Regions from separate parts of the Zea mays genome. Here region 2 is linked to region 1. A link is a contact called in public Hi-C data. All regions are on one chromosome and are shown on one strand. Each heading gives the region's core, a stretch centred on a gene start, on an enhancer-like site or on the middle of the called end of the contact. The rest is flanking DNA. Distances are from core to core; before and after follow the strand shown. Region 1 holds the start of LOC100273169 (Plant L-ascorbate oxidase). Region 2 has its middle 140 kb from the start of LOC109942555.

Region 1 (2,789 bases), core at 165-2,664:
TCCCCTCCCTCGTTTTTTTCTCTGTCATGCATGCATGTTCGTTATTGTGCTTCCGAACGTGTCCTGTCCTGGTCAACGTTTGGAGTGTGAGGCGAATATAGAATCCGCTAGCTGAATGAATAAAAAGCTACGATAATCCGTTTTGCGTGCTGGGCACTTAATTAATTCCGTAGCAAAAAAAATGCGGTCACAAAAAAAACAGGCAAAAAGGAGTTACGTGTGTTATCATGCACCTGAAACGGCCGGCGCTTTGTATGTAGTGCCTTTTAAATTTTATCTTGACTCTTAAGGCAGGCATTATGAAGAATGACACCATGATGGTTTTCACTCGATGCAAGAAGCACCAGATAGGCGCCCATAGCGTTGTGAACACAGCAGGATTTGAGCACCACAGGAACAAACACATGCTGAATTCGCAAATAATAATAAAGTACAGCCGCACTAGACTAGACGCATGTAACCACGTAGTGCAAGCTGTATATATAATTGTATTCCCCCCACTACGCGTAGCTTTTTTTTCCCCGAACAGTGAGGCTATAGCTGGCATACCTTCGTTTTTGGATGAATATTGTTGATCTGTAGTATTTTGTTAGGTGGTTGTGAACATGCATATATGCAGCGCATATTTGTAGCGGTTACATATGAAAATGCCTTTACAGGTTGTGTGTGACCTTACCAAAAATTCAAAAACTACGTTCGCACAAACTTTTCATCTTCGCTGGCGAAGGAACAAGAAAGAGGAGAAACGCTCCTACCAAATAAGAAGCGACCACCAAACAAAAATGCATGGGGGGGCGTGCATGTGTGTCAGTGTGTCTATGTGGGGGATCTATCTATCAGAACGAAACATGACAGCGCCGAGACGTTTGCATAAAACCATTTGGGTAGAGGCACGGAAGTAGCCATCCTCGATATCGTCACATGCAGCACAGAACAGCGCAGGCCTATGAGACGATACGCCCAAAGCAACGCAACGGGGGGCGACGTCGACCGACCCTCTTTATTCCTCGACCAGAAAGACGCATCGGAAACTATGGGGGGAGGGAGGCCTGAGGCATTTCTGCAGCACTTTGGCGAGCAACCGGGAAACTGCCTATATTAACGCAGGCGTTCCTCGCAGAAACAAACAGCAGCCTACTCCTCCTCCTGCTGCCTGCAACCTAACTCCACTAACTGCTACGGACTAGTGTTTTTTTATATTTATTTCAAAAGCTGGTCACCATTTTTTTTTTCAAACGGAGGGTTGTAAAAGTGACTGAGATGAAGGGGAAATGGAACAGTGACTGAGGTGATGAGAGATAAGCATCTTTTCTTTGGCCAGCATAAATCGCCCCCCAAGCGCTGCTCAGGTCATCTATCTCCCTCTTTGCCATCCGGCCCATCCCCAGCCTGTGTTTGCATCCCATTTGCTTCCCCCCCTCTTGCCCATCCCCTGTGCTGTGCTGTGAACTGCGGCCGGGGGCATCCTTGTTGGGGGGTGGCGTAGGAGGCTGCTGACACTACTGCAGAGCAGGGCAGCCATGAGGCTTCCTCTCCCTCTGCTGGCCCTGGTGTGCTGCGCCCTGATGGCGCGCCAGCATTGCGCTGCGGCGGGCAAGGCCCGGCACTTGAGGTGGGAGATCAGCAACATGTTCTGGTCTCCCGACTGCGAGGAGAAGGTGGTGATCGGCATCAACGGGCAGTTCCCGGGCCCGACGATCCGCGCCCGGGCCGGCGACACCGTCCACGTCCAGCTCAGGAACGCGCTCCACACCGAGGGCGTCGTCATCCACTGGCACGGCATCCGACAGGTACGTAACCATCTCTCCACATCACTTCGCTAGACGCTGGGCTTGTGCTTGGAACATTGTTGCATGGTCGTCATGGATCATGGTGGCAGATCGGGACGCCGTGGGCGGACGGCACGGCGGCGATCTCCCAGTGCGCCATCAACCCCGAGGAAACCTTCACCTACCGCTTCGTCGTCGACAAGGTGCTGCTGAGGGCCACACACACCCATGGCTCATCCACCCATCCATGCATCTGCTTGCTTCTTTATGCATGTCATGACCGGAGGTATACTGAAGAAATTTCCTCTATTTCGTGGCCGCGCAGCCGGGGACGTACTTCTACCACGGGCACTACGGGATGCAGAGGGCGGCGGGGCTGTACGGGTCGCTGGTCGTGGACGTGGCGGAGGGGGAGGAGGAGCCGTTCCAGTACGACGGCGAGCTCAACCTGCTGCTCAGCGACTGGTACCACGAGAGCATCCACACCCAGATGGTCGCCCTCTCGTCCAGGCCCTTCAGGTGGATCGGCGAGCCACAGGTACCACCAATACTACCATGCATGATCTCTCTGGTTATCGTCATAAGCTTCATCTCCGTTCCTGTCATGACTGCAGTTCACTAGCTGCATCTCTGTTTGATTTGATTTCGACAGCAATTTGTGAAACACTGTAGCTTTCTGAAAGGGCAGTTTGAGAAAACACACACATGCAGCATGCAACTGATATATGAAGCATTGCATCAAGTAGGTTTACAAAATGACATTGCAAAACACAGATGTAATTCAGTTGCACTCTAGCTTATTGTCAGGTCAAAATCAGGTTCTGACCAAGGTGCCTTTTGCACTGATCCTGGAACGGACATTGCAGAAGGAGATTACAAAATTAATTCCTTTGAGGAAACATAACACGTTACATGATACTCCTAATTTGCAATAATGACGCTTACCACTGGGCCGCTTCAATTATTGTGCCTTGACGTAGTACTAGTGTGTCGAGAAAAGTACAAGTCATGGCCTGGATT
Region 2 (2,789 bases), core at 169-2,668, 410 kb after region 1:
AGTGCGCCGGAGCTTATTATTCCTTAACCAAAGAATACTCGACCTTCTAACCTTGCTTACTCAGTGTTTTATTCTTTGGTCATTGCTTAACCAAAGTACATTAATTCTAGAATGATATTTTATTGTCTTTCCCACCTATTTGCCCAGATTGGAATGCAAACGAAGAAATTCACCTCCTTGAGGTAACATTGTGTTTGTTGGTTTGTTTGTTACATATACTTTTTCTGGGTAGTAGTGCTTAATTGTTACCATTCATGATCGAAGGGAATTGAAGAAAAAAAATGTATGGTACAAAGCCTAATTTACAATGTATTGGTCATTACACAACATCTACGACGGTGCAATAAAAGAGTTGGCATTTCGTAGCTCGATATTATACCTCATGGTTGCAGGATATGTCTCATGGTAATGGCAAGAACAGGAAGGAGCCTTCTAGCTATGGCCAACGAGAGAATAGAACACGAAACGCTGTAAGGACCACTTTGTAGTATGTCAGTGGCGTGATCAGGCCATGATTGGATCGGTGGACGTAAGGTTAATGTTTGTTAATCCGGGGGCCCGTCCGAAGCACCGGAGGCTGTCATGGCCGCAATCCTAGCTCGGCTTCTTCGGGCAGACCACGCCGCCGCCCGTGCCCCGCGGAGCCCGTTCCCAGGGCGCACACTCCACATCGTCGGTAGTATGCCTCTGTCGGCCCGCCGTGGAAGCCATCATCATCACACGGGCTGGCGCCACCGAGTCCAACAGCTGCGTTCCTTGTTCCGGCTCTGCGTCCAAGTCCAACCCGTGCGAGAGCACACGGAACGAGTGGGAGTGCGAGCGAGCGAGCACGCAACGCAACGCCTAGTGGAGGGCCATTCGGGAGCCAAGCGCGTTTCTGTCCGGTCCTTCCATCCATTTTACCCCAAAATTGCAACTCGATCTGTCGCTCTATTTCTCGATGTAGCAAAAGACGAAACTGATACGCCAAATTTGTAATTTTTGAAGGTAATCATTAAACCCTCGAAAATAATGTCATTTGATACTATTTGTCCCATAACGATATACTAGTTATGTCCCACGGCTTCGGGAAATTTTGGCTTCACTGTTGTAACTCTTTATAATTAAGAAGTACCATTAGAAGTCACAATAAATAAAATTGACATGATAACTGACGAAAAAAGAGACTAGCAAAATAAACAACACGTTGTATTCTGCGGCTAGGACAGAGCGCATTGCCTCTACTCTGGTACGTGTCAAACTGCCAATGTGTGAGCCCTTCCAATCGACTATAAAAAAAATCAATTCCAAGCTGGCGAAGCAGTCTCTATAGGCAATGATGCGTGCGCTTTTTGGCCCCGATCCAGGCCGATCCTCCCTGGTGAGGCAGGAGGCCTATCTCCCTGGGGTTTCACGCCAGTCGCCGGCAGCCCCGAGGCGTATCATGAGCCCCGGCGCACGGTAGCCATGATGGCGAGCTCGCCTCCCAGGCTCCCACGCACCGCAGCGTGGGGGATTCTTGCTGCCCTTTTCCCGTCTGTTTGACGCAATCATGCGGCGGGGCTGCCCGCGTGTCGGCCTCCTGTCCTCGTCTGTTTCTCGCGCCGTGTCTGCGCATATATACAGGGTGGCCGGATACTCGAGACGGCAACTAGGCGACAGTACGTACGTACGTGCCCATGTGATGTCCCCTGCTAAACTCGATCCACTGGAAGAATGTTCCATTACCCTTGCTTGCGTGTATCCAAGAATTGTACGGGTCAAGCGGAAAAAAGACCTAGACAAGCTTTCGATCGGTGAAGTAGTCGGTCGATTTTCGTCAGGTTTATATATATACTCTCTTCGTCTCTCCTCTCTCTATAAAAAAGCAAATATGGATTGCGTGACAGTTAAAATAATTTATATTTAATCAATGTTCTAATATACAGTTTCATATTTATAGCTTTACATTAATTTATTACAAAAAATATAGCTTATTTTATAATTAAATCGTATTTATTTGATATTTTAAAAACATAACTTAAAATAATAAAATATGAGACTGTTCTAGAATTATATTCTCTTTAGTCTCTACTATATTAGAGCATTAGTTTTAATGATTCCACTATTTTCACACGTCCGTTGTGCTCCCTCGTATTTAAATAATAAAAATGCTAAAATTATGTATAAATGATGATCTAAGCTATGAATGTTTGTTCTAAACTCACATTCATCAATCTAGCTAATAGAACACACATGTCATATCTTTGTGTTTCATATTCTATACTTAAGCATAAATAACAATCGTAGTAATACATAGGCACTTTGCTAGTACATAAGAATGTAGCAGCCCTATAGATCATTTGGTTCCTGGGTGATTGTTTAGAATCAGATAAAATATAAACATGATGTGTCCTTGTGTTAAAATCCACATGCGTAAAACCAAACCCGTTCAGGTGGGATTTTAGGATTCTAAGATATTTTTTGTTATCCAGATAAAAAGAACTATAGGAACGGAACTGGACCTGCTTATCATGTCAAAAGAAACGTATGTGTTGGACCAAAGTATCACATGCACCATGTCTAATATCTATATCTAATATCTATAGATAATATAACTAGCTCATAAATGTATAGAAATGGTTTATCAATTCCATACTTAAATCCACGACATAATTAATGAAGAAATGGATTGTGGTAAAAAAAATTATCTAACTAATGATGGTTTATTTCACCTCGCCTCTCTTATATCTTCATCTACAATAACATCTGAACCTCTATTTCTTCGACTAGTCCATAACACTATTGGTTTCGGACAATGGTATTATAAT

The links. Hi-C and Micro-C count contacts between places; a contact is called where the count stands out from the background.
Region 2: a Hi-C map of ear shows a contact between it and region 1, with 2.7 times the contacts expected there. The contact joins the enhancer-like site here to the promoter of LOC100273169 in region 1. A contact is called at or near these places in 3 of 25 Hi-C or Micro-C datasets (ear, endosperm and tassel).

The regions. Positions count from the first base shown.
Region 1 is chr9:82,700,065-82,702,853 of Zm-B73-REFERENCE-NAM-5.0, forward strand. LOC100273169 (Plant L-ascorbate oxidase) reads left to right here and starts at 1,415. Exons shown (of 5, transcript NM_001147615.1): 1 at 1,415-1,790; 2 at 1,880-1,972; 3 at 2,095-2,307. The coding sequence starts at 1,521.
Region 2 is chr9:83,106,858-83,109,646 of Zm-B73-REFERENCE-NAM-5.0, forward strand. No RefSeq gene overlaps it. Among protein-coding and RNA genes, the nearest start is that of LOC109942555, 140 kb to the right of the region's middle. Within about 2 kb of position 1,419, at least 16 of the 20 cell types and tissues checked have an H3K27ac peak or open chromatin away from gene starts, as enhancers often do. A contact at or near this core is called in ear, endosperm and tassel, where this site is marked.